Regions from separate parts of the Sus scrofa genome. Here regions 1 and 2 are each linked to region 3. A link is a contact called in public Hi-C and HiChIP or PLAC-seq data. All regions are on one chromosome and are shown on one strand. The core of a region is the stretch at or near the end of the contact, and the rest is flanking DNA. Distances in the headings are between cores, read along the strand shown. Region 1 holds the start of MSANTD2 (myb/SANT-like DNA-binding domain-containing protein 2). Region 2 has its middle 16 kb from the start of MSANTD2. Region 3 holds the start of SPA17 (sperm surface protein Sp17).

Region 1 (4,059 bases), core at 1,511-4,010, 110 kb before region 3:
CTATGTTCCATAGTGGCTGCACCAATTTACATTTGAGGAGGAAGTTTCTGTACCTAATATGACTTAATATAAAGCTGGTGTGACCCACTTAAGGCAGTGTGATAGTACCACAAGGAACACAAATAGAAAAACAGGTAAATAGACTGATGTAATAGAAGAGCCCAGAAATAGACCCATGTACATACGGACGCTTGATTGCAAGCGAGGGAAGGACAGGAAAGGACAGTCTTTTCAGTAAATGGAATTGGAATAATTGTGTATCCACATGGAAAGAAGGGAGAAAAGAAGGGAGGGGGAGGTATATACTCTGCAGAGATACTTGCACATACGCACTAGGAGACATGTACAAGAATATTTACAGCAGCATTATTCATAAAATCCTAATTTAGAAACAACCCAAAGATTCAACAATAGGAGGATAAATAAAATATGAGATATTCATAAAACAGTATTTTACAGCAACAAAAATGAATAACTGCAGCCTCATACAGATGAATCTTAATTAAAACATAATATTGAATGAAAGAAGCCAGACCCAGAATACATGTGATTTCATTTCCAAAAAATTCAAAACTTTTCGTGACATATAATAAAGTGATAAAAACTACAAGAAAGGCAAGTCAAGATAGCAGTTATCTTAAGGGAGCTAAGGGATAATGTTGGTAAGGGATTGTAGGGCAAAGCTTCTAGAGTTCTGGCTACATTCTATTTTCTGACTTGGGTGGTAGTTATACAAGATTTGCTTTATAATAATTCACATAGTAGTTGTACATGAATGTTTTATGTACTCTTATATAGGCATGTTATAGTTCACAAGAAAAATGTTTTAAAATACCAGTTTCACTTTGGCTACAGTGTAAGCAGGCAAGTATGTAAGCTGCAAGTCCAGTTGTCCAGTAAAGACATGAGGGAGGCTGGGACCAGGGTTGGGAAGTAGTCAAATTTAGGAAATAGTTTAGAGGCTGAGGTAACAGGACTTAATATGGAATGTGAAAGGAAAAAAGATAAAGCAACAAACATACTGATAGTCATAAAACACAGTGAAAGAGTCTGCAAATGAATTAACAAAGCTTTTGAGATAGAAAATATTAACATGAAGGGCTAAGTTGTATGAGTGTATTAGATAGAGGTGTTCTGTCCAACTGATTGGGGAGGCTTCATATAAAACCTGGTAAAACAAACTTGATACAGATTGTGGAGGAAATCGATGAGGGGAAGATACAGTTAAAGGGGTGTGGATAGTTTACAGGTGGAATATTTGTATTGTTCTGTACTCTCTTGGGACATTTCATATGTTATCCTTCAAGTAAGTTTTTTTGTTTTGTTTTGTTTTTTTGGCTGCCTAGTGGCATATGGAGTTCCCAGGCTAGCGATGGAATCCCAGCCGGAGTTTCCACCTAAGCCACAGCTGAGGCAACACCAGGTCCTTAACCCATTGCAGCTGGCAGGGGATCCAACCTGCATCCCTGCCACTGCAGACACCCTTTGATCCTGTTGAACCACAGCAGGAACTCCTCAAGTAAGTTTTTAATCTAATTATGACTACCATTTGGATCCACAGTAAAAGGTGTAGCACATTATTCTGAACACAGTAGCCATCCCATAAGTCCAGTTTGAACAAAGTCATCACACAACTCCTGGAATCCAGGATCATCCACTGTAGTAAGCCAACACAATGATCCCATGATCCTGGCCCACCCAGCAGTGCTTCTATACCTTGTAACACACTTAATAGTTTATACATTATTTGGCTTTGTTTTAACTTCAGGATGTTGCTGGAAATTTTATTTTTGATACAAACTTTTCTCATAGGGTAGACTGATAGGGGACATATAGAAATAATGTCTAGAAACAGAAGTTTGTGGGAAGGGAGACTTTCCAATCAACCCACTTTATCTAGGAAGGCTTCCTGGATGAGTCAGAGTTGACTTGAGAATCATCCAGAAGTAACAACAGAAGGAGGGAGGATTTTTTTTGAGATCCTCGTGGATTCGACTCCTAGCCTGGGAACTTCCATAGGCTGCAGGTGCAGCCCTAAAAAGCAAAAAAAGAAAAAAGAAATGAGAACTGAAAACCAGAGGTGTAGAGAAAGTAACAAAGGGAAGATTATATATCAACTAGAGTTCAAATAAAGTAGATAACAGCAAATGCTCAACATATTTACATGAACCAAGTACCATTCTATACCTGTATTAATTCATTAATACAGGTATAGAATGGGCTATAGCTGTATTAATTCATTTATTCTCCCAACAATGCTGTGAGATCATCCTTATTTCACAGGTGAAGAAACCAAGGCACTGAGAAGTTGGCTAAGGTTGCAGAACTAGAATTTGAAGCCAGGCATTCTGACTCTAGAATTCATACTTTTAATGGAGGAGCTAGACTATATCTTTTTCTCAGAAAAAGAGGAAGAGATGGCATAAATGTTGCAATTCCTTTCTTCTTTCTTTTTCTTTTTTTTTTTTTAAGGGCTGTACCTGAGGCATATGGAAGTTCCCAGGCTAGGGATCGAATAGGACCTGCAGCTGCTGGCCTACGCCACAGCCACAGGTTTACCAACGCAGGATCCCAGCCTCATCTGGGACTACACCATGGTTCACCATAAAGCTGGTGTTGTGCAATGGCAGATGGAACGGGAATAGTTGGTTTGTAACCTGCTGGGCCACAACAGGGACCTCCTCTTTATGTTTCTGCATACTGCTAATTTAATGTCATGGTGGCATTTTAATATGACATATGACAACGTTTATCTTCTCTACTTCATCCCTATTGCTTATTCTTTTGGCTTTCCATTGACAACCATGTCATCCTCTGGTGTGATTCTGAGTTAAAAATGTAGCTGCCCTCAGCTCTATTAAAAAAAAAACACACACATATATCTGCTATTTTAAAAAAAATTGCATAGCCTATTCATATTTGAAGAAAAAGAAAAGGCAGCTGGGGCCTTTAAGTTAAAGATCAAGATAAACAATTAGATTTTTGGTTTTGAAGAATACTGAAATACCTTACAACGATGTATTGGATTTGGTGTGTTAATGTTCATTAAATTGAAGCACTTTATGGAGCAATCAGGACGGATTACCCCTAATTACCAGAGGTCACTAGAGCTGTCATAATTGACAGTCGCTTTTTAGTCTCCTTACACTCTAGCGTATAAACCCTGAGGGAATAACATGCAACTGCCAAGTTGGGAGGATGGAGAATGGTATTGCAAAGTAACTCTGCCGCAGAGCCCGGAGTTGCTTGAAGCTACTGTGCAAGCGCAATAGACATTTAACTATTCTACAAACTGTCACACCCACTCAGACTAACTGGAAAATAGATCGTAGCTGGAAAATAGATCGTAACTGGAATCAGAGTTGCTCTTCAAATAATACGCTTGGGTTTCTTGAAAAGCTACAGCGTACGAACGCTAACTCTGGTTCCCAAATATTTTTTAAAAGTCTATCTCTCCCTGGAGCTTCAGCGCCTTCCTGGATGTACCCTGCGCAGAGTTCCCCAACCTCCTCCTGGGACGTCAGCCTCAGAACCCCGAGGCTACTTCCAAGCCGGGAGAGACAGAGGGGAGGGAGAGGAGAGCGAGCGAGCGAAATGGTCAAGTCCTCCTTAACTCCGGGCCCCCTCACGGGCCTCACCCCTCCTCCCGGGGGCTGAGATTGGAGAGGAAGTGGGAAGGCTCCAATCTGTTCCTCACACCAGCGCCCTCATGCCCCCACCCTTCTCCTCGGCTCGGGGCTTCGGCTCGCCTCATCCCCGCCTCTCGCCCAGGGAGAGGAGCGGGCGGCGCGGCAGGGCTCGCGGAGAAAGACCGAGGTCCGCAGAAGGCCTCCGCGCGTCAGCAGGAGCCCACACCCGCCAGTCTGCAGGCGAGGCAGGCCCGAGGGCAGCCCCGGAGTCCGCGGCGGCCGGATGCGCGGACGCGTCACTTCCGGGCGGTGCAGCGGCGGCCGCTTGGAAGATGGCTGCGCCCTGTGGCTCGGAGCTGCCCGCCAACTCGCCGCTAAAAATCCCGAAGATGGAGGTGCTCTCCCCGGCTTCTCCTGGTGGCCTGAGCGA
Region 2 (4,366 bases), core at 292-2,791, 130 kb before region 3:
TTAAATGACACCATGGGGATACATTCAACAAAATTCAGACTGTGGCAAATTCTGCATAACAAATGACCCAGTTTTTTCCACAAATAAATTGCAAAGAAAAAAAAGACGGAGGGGAACATCCAGTCAAAAGAGAATTGCACTGTAGAGATTCATTTGGATACTAATTTGAACAACAATGAAGAAAAATAATTGAAACAATTGGGTAAGTTTGAAAATACTGATTATATACTTGATGTATTTTAGGCGTGACAGCTTTATTACTGTTACTATGCTATTTAATGAGACCTTATCTTTTAGGACTACACTGAAGTATTTACATCAGAAATATGATTTCTGACACTTGCCTCAAAATCGTGAGGGCAAAAAGGGGAGATAGATAAAGGAAGACGGTCTTTGAATGAACGAATGCTGAAGCTGGATGATGAGTACATGGGGGCTTATTCTATTTTATATATGTTTATCATCCAAAATATGCTATTATCCATAACAGAATGTTTAAGAAATACTTAATGGGCCAAAATGTGTCTGTCGCCTCGATTTGGTCCATGAGCTGCCAGACTGTGGCCTTTGGACCTGAAGAGCTTCAGATTCCACTCACCTCTAAACCTCCCTTGGTCCCAACTTTCAGTGGTGGGGCCCTTTATCACTGGACCTCGCTGGCCCAAACTTTTTCTTGTCCCTCTTCAGGTCCTTTCCCAGGGGTGCCCATCTCCCCGGGAATGTGATAGTATGACAAAGAGGAGCATGAAACAAAGCCCTAAAAAGCGGTGCGAATTTCCTGGGACTGAAAACACCCCAGGCTTAGGGAGCAGGTGGATGCGTGTAAGGGGCCGTCACAATCTAGCGTTTTTCGTTTAGTTCCCTGCCTTCGCCCTTCTCTAGCCAGTTCTTTTACTTCGGCATTCCGGAGCCTAGACAAAGGCATCCACTGACCAGGAAAATAAAATTAAATTAAAACAGGGCATCTCTCTCGAAACAGTTCGGGCTAGAGAAGAGAGTCGTCAGTCTGAGAAGACGGAGCATTTGGGGCCTGGGAGGGGAGTGCGTGAAAGTTCTCTGAACCGTGGACACGAGTGAGGGACCACGCTGGAGACAGGCTAGTGCTTTTCTGTGCAGCCTCTTTTCTTCTCTCCTCTCCCTCTGTGAAAGACCCTTTCCCCCGCAAGCGTCCGCGGCTCTAGCTGTTCACCGCGAACCGACAATGCCGGCAAGAGGAAAGCGTACAGCCATCAGAGCGCTAGGGGCGGCAACCCGGCGCCGGGCGCGGGGCGCGGGGGCGGGACACGGACAATAGGCAATCAACCCACCCGCGGGGCGTGTGCTCCCCCGGCACGGCTTCCCCTCCCCAGGCCCCAAGGGCCTCTTGTTGTTTCCTGGCTCCTCCTCCCGCCCGGCCACGGGGTCCCAGATTGGCAACGGGTTGGGTGATTTGGAGAAGCTCGGATCTTGGCTGCAACTGGACCACTCTCCACTGTGCAGGCCTCGCGCCTCCACCCTCGCGCGCTCCTGCCGGGGGTCTGCGCACCGCGATTTGGCGAGTGGCCCTCCCCCGCTGACCCTCTTTCATCACCCGCTCCCCGGCCAATCGGGGTAATGAGCCGCCCTCGGTCTAGCCTCAGCCCCTTTGTGTGAACCTTGGGGTGAAGCTGGGTCTCCGCGGTGCGATGGAGGGTGACAGCGCGCGCTGCTGCGACCCCCGCTTCACACCTGCTCCCCGCCCCCAGCCCGGGGCCGGCGCGGGTGTGTCCTCCCTCTCCCCGCGGGAGGGGTCTCAGCTGGGTCTGCACTTGGTAAAGAGGCCGTGGAGAGGCCGGCGGCGGCCCAAGGAGGAGCTATAAATTTGGAGCAGATGCGGCCTGACAGGCACCCAGCCCAGGGATGTGGGGGGGAGGGCTCTGCTCCCCGCCCATCTTCTCATCTGCAGCTGAGTTAGACGGACGCCAGGCCGAGGTGACCCGGGACTTTGGACATACGGAGCCTATCCCCCCCACTGCCACCTCTGCTTCAGTTCTTTGTGTGCCCACGTGTGGGGTAGAGGAATGGAAAGCAGGAAGGTGCCTGAATAAGCTTATTGCTTCCCCCCACTAAAGAGTGGTTACTTTATAAGGGACTAAATCTGAGCCCTTGGCCTGGGCCCACTGTCTTTGGCAGCAGCTAGAGAAAAAAAATTGGGAGATAACAGAAGCATGGTTTGTGTTGTCTGTTCTGCACCATTCAAGTGCCCATTTTGTGCTCAAAATGCAAGGTAGGGGAGTTCCTGTCGTGGCGCAGTGGTTAACGAATCCGACTAGGAACCATGAGGTTGCGGGTTCGGTCCCTGCCCTTGCTCAGTGGGTTAACGATCCGGCGTTGCCGTGAGCTGTGGTGTAGGTTGCAGATGCGGCTCGGATCCCGCGTTGCTGTGGCTCTGGCGTAGGCCGGTAGCTACAGCTCCGATTCGACCCCTAGCCTGGGAACCTTCATATGCCGCAGGAGCGGCCCCAAAAAAAAAAAAAGCAAAGTAGGGAGGCACAGGCAGATGAAGTGGGGGGGAGAGTGAAAAATGGGTGGTAGAAAAATACTAAGGAATAATGTCTGTAGGTATTATAGATTCTGTGATACTGTACATTTAAATAGCATTTCCCTTTAGTAAGTCAGTCCTCCCTGGGTATCCTCTGGTTCCAGGACCCCCATACCAAAAATTGAACACTCAAGTCCCTTATGTAAAATGTCCTAGTATTTGTATATAACCTATGCACATCCTCTCATATACTTTTCTAGATTACTTATAGACCCTCATACACCGTAAATGCTATGTAAGTACACAGCTGCCTTCCTGCAGCTAAATCAAGTTTTGCTTTTAGGAAATTTTTTTCTGAATATTTTCAACACACAGCTGGTGGAATCTGTGGTTACAGAACCCATGGACTCCAAGGGCCCAGTTAAATATTCTTTCCATCCAAAAGAGGAGGGGGCAAGGTACTGAGCGCCACCAAGTGTTTGATGAAGTTCATGTTCAATCCAGGTATCCCAGCCATAAGTGGGGGGAGGCCAGGGGTGGGAGGATGCTGGAGGGGGCTTTCCAGTACATCTGCCAAGGAGGTGAGGTGGGTCTGTCATGGATCTGGAAGGGAGGGTAGCGAATTGGAACTGATTTTCAGTAGTAGTTGACACAGCCCTGATTTATTTTACTTGATCTGGACATTGGGTGACTACTTCTCTGCAGTGCATAAGTTGAAGATGAGTCCATGTCCCCAGTCTGAAGATCTTGATACTATCTATCACTGATCTGACCTAGGGTGAATTTGCGGGTTAATGTTTGCAACACTGGTGCCAAGCTGAGTTGGCAAAAAAAAAAAACAAACAAAAAAAAAAAACAAAAAACAAAAAACACAAAACCTGCAGTGCAGTGTCAGTTACCGCTGTCTCTGCTTCCTCTAACACTCCGTGGGGCTAACCGGATTAGCTTGAAGGATCTATTTCTTCTTCCCTCACCCTGCACTTACCCCAGTCTCCTTAGTCCATACCTACATGTTTTTCTAGACGTGGTTCTCAAACTTTGGCATGCATCAAAAATCACCTGGAGGGATTGTTAAAAACACTTCCAGAATTTCTGATTCATTTCAATTGGGAAGTCTTGGGGCCTGAGAATTTGCATTTGTAAAAGTTTCCCAGATGATGGAGGTGCTGATGCCTGGGACCACAATTTGAGAGCGCTGGCCTAAATGGAAGGAAAAGTAAGGCCTGCTGAAAGAAAAAGGACTGATGTGTGTGCAGTGCTGGAGAAAGTTACTGCAAGTTCAAGCTCCCCGGGGTACTGGGCTGTCTTCACTCTCTAAACCCCAAGGAATCGTGGGCATATTCCAGAGTTGGCCCAGTGTCTGTGTGTTTCTTTTCTGGAGACCTAGCACTCCCCCCAATGGACTCAAATGATTCTACACTCCCCTCACTCTTCTAATGGAAACAAAAATTACCCTCATCTATTTTTCCAACCTAACCTGATCATCCATTTATCTCTTTGTCACTAAAGCGTAGGGATGTTTTCTTACACATTTCTGTTTGCAAATTGATTAGTATAGGTTTTGATACTCAGTACAGACTCCATGAGGGATTATGTATGAATGAATGAATGAATGCCTTCTTTCTTCTTTGGGAGAACCCTAACCTACCAGTTCCCTCCTCCTCATCTTTGTTTCTCTTAGCTGTTTGAAAACACTGGAAGGTGATTTAAAATCCAGACATTTGCTGAAAAATTCTCCTTAATACAAGTTAAGCATCATTATAACCAGTTAGGAGACTTTGGTTGGTGACAAGCAAGCAAGCCCAAGTCAGAGGCTGAGGATGTGTTTGTAAAAATGTCATTTAAAAAAATAAAAATAGGAGTTCC
Region 3 (4,036 bases), core at 330-2,829:
AGGTGGAATGTGACATAAGAGAATCTGCCAAAAAGGCACATGCTGTTTTAAAAAGCAATAACTGTTAAAGCTATCTGCCTCATAAAGGCTTTCTGTGTAATAGGAATGGTCTTAAGCAAGTTTTACCATAATCAAAGGCTTAGTCTCTTTTTTTCCAATGCCTATTTTAAAAAAAGCTTACTCTCTCTTTTCTCTAGAAGATTCTCAAAATATGCTGCTGCAAAAGCTGGTATATTGTCGGGTTGCTCCCTCAGAATCTCGCGTGTGAGCCCTTCAAGTAGATTCCCAAATCCTTGTGGAATTCGGTAGTGGGTGTTGGAGAATGGAATCGACATCTCCTTGGAAGGAACTGTCTATTGTACCTAGAGATTCGTTAAAGATACTGTTTTTAAATTTGTCTTATTTTACTTATATAACCACAACTATGACAAATTATTTCTGAGACCCCAAACTTCTGGACTTCAATCCTTTTTACCCCCAACCCAACCCAAGTCTATCCATTGCTTCCAAAGATTTTTGAAATTTTCCCTTATTAGACTGTTAACAGTCTAATTTAATAGGTAAATCATTTTTTAAAATTACAAAAATCACAGATTTTTCACTATAATAAGTATTTTTTCTCACTCTGTCTTTTGAAGACAGAGTAATTTCTGCTATCCCACGGGGATTTAGAGTGATTATTATAAATTCATCTTAAATTGCCGAAAAGGCCCTGTTAAGGGTCTAAAATTAAAAAACAAAAAAACTAGTCCTTGTTAAAACTAACTTGTCGAATAAGTTTCACACAGTCTTTCCCTTAGCTTTCACTTCTGCTGCATGACCTGCAATGCCTCGTCGAAGCATCTGTATACTCTGGAAGGGGCAACGGGGCGGGGGTGCTGGGGGCAAGGTCATGATTTTGCAATTCCAGTCTTCAATGTTTGGGGAGTCTTATATTTTCTGGATTCATCTTGAACAGGTTTCTTTTCCTATCTTGGAATACCAGAGCTAGGTAAGAATAGCTGCTAGGCAGCATGTTGGGCTACTCAGTGTTCAAATAACACTCAGAGACCTGGCTTGTTTGTGTCAACGCTGCCGAGTAAGGTAGGGTCGGGGTCTAGGTTGGGACTACGTGGTTTAGTGAGGCCCAATCTGTAAAGATTTTTTCCCTTTCTCTTTTTGAGGGAACAGGAGATGGGGTATTAAATCATTCTAAGGTGAAAAGGTAGAGACCCTCAACCAAGGTGGGGCGAGGAGAGGGGTCGCAGGGGGAACACAGGTCTAGTCTGAGGCGCGACGTCGAGGATCTGGGATTTCACACTAGCAGAATGGGCTGCTTGGGGGCCAGTTTTCCCTAAGTTTCCCAGAATGCGGCGGGGACCCTGAGAGAATAAGAGAGGCGAAGGGGAAAGCGACGTCTCGATTTCGGAGAGGAAATGGGGTAAACCGCCTCACCTCTTCAATCGCTCTGAGCTGGAGCTGAAAGTTCCGGTTGTTTTTTCTCGTTGCCGGGAAACCGTTCCCCCTCAAACCATTCAACTACGGCGGCCGAGGAGAGCAAGGGCCAGCCCGGCGGCCGCGGACGGCTTCGCGGAATTAATGACCTGAGAAGGGCGGAGTCTGACCTTATCGGCCCTGCGCAGGCCCCGCCCACAAGGCTCCACCTCTGCTGGCGTCCGCACCGCCCCGGCGGCGCAGGGGTGCGCCCTCCTCGCAAACATGGTCGCTCTGGGGTTTGTGTTTGGGTTGGTGCTGTCGTTACTCTTGCCGGCCGACGCAAGTGCAGGTGAGGCGGCCGGGCTCGGCTCGGGCCGACCCCTGTCCGCCCGTCCGCCTATGCGGACTCTGAGTTACTCCGTAGGACGGCCCCCGAGTCCCCTTCTGTAGGTCTGGGACGGAACCCCGGGCCGAAGCCTGGTTCTCCTTGCAAGGCCTAGGCTGCCCCGGCCCGTCCTCTTTCTCCACTCCCTTCCACTGCCTTTATGATGCAGGGAGTGGGAGAGTTGGGTTTATCTAAGCGAGGGAAAGCCCAAATGTGCTCAGACCGAGGCCCTTAGTGTCTCTGAATAATTGCAGGGGAACTCGAAGGGGAGGGGGCGAAGCTAGTTAGATAATATTTGGAAACTGATGACTCAGTCATCCCAAACATTTCAGTGCTGCCCCCTCAGTGGCACCCTTGGGGAGGGTTTCCTTCAGGCTGGGTTCCTTGGGGGAATTAAATTTTACTAGTTTTAAGTGGTGATTAGGGCTAAGAAATACAACCCCCTCACTAGCTCAGAATATTTAAGACTCAGCTTTGATTCCTGCTGCAGCTCGCAGATATTGGTGGTGGGATAATATGCGTGGCATTGAGGAGGAGGGTGACTCACTTTGACTATTGTTCAGGTCATATATTGTTTCGTTTGAATACCCCGGGCTGGACGCTGGGTCACAGCCATGGAGAAACCAGAAGAGGGACCTTGTCCAGAAATGCAAGTAAAGGGATAATGCTGGATTTTTTTTTTTTTTCCCCCTTCTTTATCCGACCACTCAAATAGTGGACCCCAAAGGTCCCTGTTAAGAAAGGAAAGTTGAGGAGTTCCCGTCGTGGCTCAGTGGTTAACGAATCCGACTAGGAACCGTGAGGTTGCGGGTTTGATCCCTGCCCTTGCTCAGTGGGTTAAGGATCCAGCGTTGCCGTGAGCTGTGGTGTAGGTTGCAGACGTGGCTCGGATCCAGCGTTGCTGTGGCTCTGGCGTAGGCCGGTGGCTACAGCTCCGATTGGACCCCTAACCTGGAATCTACATATGCCACGGGAGCGGCCCAAGAAATGGCAAAAAGACCAAAAAAAAAAAAAAAAAAAAAAAAAAAAGTTGAGGTGGGAGAACAGAGTCAAGAAAAATGACTGCAGCTCTGCCTAAGAACCCACACAGTGCCCAGATGCAGACAAACTGCAGCCCATAAATGGTTCTTCAGGGTTTATCAAAAGTGTAAACTAGCAGCACTCTGTGTATCATTTCCTGACTTTTGTCCCCACTTGGTGAGTTTTGAGTCCAGTATATTAGGTGGGGAAAAGGAAAAGAAGAGAGCAGGATTGTTATTTTATAGTTTTTCTGTTAAAGGCTGTTAACTTTAATATTACTATTTTATCATTGCCTTTGGGTCATATTGTTACATCACCTTCATTAACAATAACTTGATTTTTCATTCGTTAAAGATTTAAATTTTCTTTCTTTTTTATTTGGTTGCATATCCTGACTTCTTTCCTTCAAATCATTCCCCCTGCACCCATGTTTATCACCTATTTTTTTCCAGCCACAGCTGCAGCATATGGAAGTTCCTGGGCCAGGGCTTGAATCAGAGCTGCAGCTGTGACCTATACCATAGACAGGAATGCCTATCACTTAATATTTGAAATGTACAAAAATATGTAGCAATGAAATAATAAAATGAACACCCAGGGAAGTTCTACCCAATTAAGAACTAGAATGTTGCCAGTTTTTTTTTTTTTTTTTTTTTTTGTCTTTTGTCTTTTGTTGTTGTTGTTGTTGCTATTTCTTGAATGTTGCCAGTTTTATTGAGACTCCATGGATATTCCTCTCCAGTGCATCTAACAGTTCCTCACCAGGGATAACTGCTGTCCTAATTTTGTCAGTCTACTTTTAATGACCACTTTTAACTTCCCAGAACACGAATTTCTCTTTTTCTAGTCCAACACGCAAATGAAGGAAAAAAATTAAAGACTTAAAAAAATTTCAGCTGTTGGAGTTCTCATCGTGGCGCAGTGGAAATGACTCCAATAGGAACCATGAGGTTGGGGGTTCCATCTCTGGCCTTGCTCAGTGGGTTCTGGCATTGCTGTGAGCTGTGACGTAGGCCAGCGGCTGTAGCTCTGATTTGACCCCTAGCCTGGGAACCTCCATATGCCATGCGTGTGGCCTTAGTTTAAAAAAAAGCAAAGCAAAAAAAAAAAAAAAATCAAATATTAAATGTCTTGTAGTTGACAAAAACAATTACTAGTCCTGCCTCCTTTCTTGTTCTCGGGTTTGGCCATTGCTCAATTCCTCCGTAATGTTCC

Evidence for each region. A called contact is a pair of places that touch in the nucleus more often than the background predicts. HiChIP or PLAC-seq counts read pairs in DNA pulled down with a chosen protein or histone mark.
Region 1: an H3K27ac HiChIP or PLAC-seq map of alveolar macrophages shows a contact between it and region 3. The contact joins the promoter of MSANTD2 here to the promoter of SPA17 in region 3. A contact is called at or near these places in 3 of 5 promoter capture datasets (fetal liver, fetal skeletal muscle and liver), 1 of 47 Hi-C or Micro-C datasets (liver) and 2 of 2 datasets of contacts at active chromatin or transcription factors (alveolar macrophages and skeletal muscle).
Region 2: a contact with region 3 is called in a Hi-C map of skeletal muscle, with 4 times the contacts expected there. The contact joins the enhancer-like site here to the promoter of SPA17 in region 3. A contact is called at or near these places in 4 of 5 promoter capture datasets (fetal skeletal muscle, liver and skeletal muscle), 27 of 47 Hi-C or Micro-C datasets (adipose tissue, alveolar macrophages, blood and 14 more) and 2 of 2 datasets of contacts at active chromatin or transcription factors (alveolar macrophages and skeletal muscle).

What each region holds. Positions count from the first base shown.
Region 1 is chr9:52,028,228-52,032,286 of Sscrofa11.1, reverse strand. It overlaps MSANTD2 (myb/SANT-like DNA-binding domain-containing protein 2), which reads left to right and starts at 2,760. Exons shown (of 5, transcript XR_002335713.1): 1 at 2,760-4,059.
Region 2 is chr9:52,043,781-52,048,146 of Sscrofa11.1, reverse strand. No RefSeq gene overlaps it. Among named protein-coding and RNA genes, the nearest start is that of MSANTD2, 16 kb to the right of the region's middle. Within about 2 kb of position 1,541, at least 9 of the 83 cell types and tissues checked have an H3K27ac peak or open chromatin away from gene starts, as enhancers often do. A contact at or near this core is called in adipose tissue and skeletal muscle, where this site is marked.
Region 3 is chr9:51,916,459-51,920,494 of Sscrofa11.1, reverse strand. SPA17 (sperm surface protein Sp17) reads right to left here and starts at 1,579. Exons shown (of 5, transcript XM_003130022.3): 1 at 1,435-1,579; 2 at 182-362. The coding sequence starts at 335. It overlaps SIAE (sialate O-acetylesterase), which reads left to right and starts at 1,521. Exons shown (of 10, transcript XM_013979526.2): 1 at 1,521-1,765. The coding sequence starts at 1,699.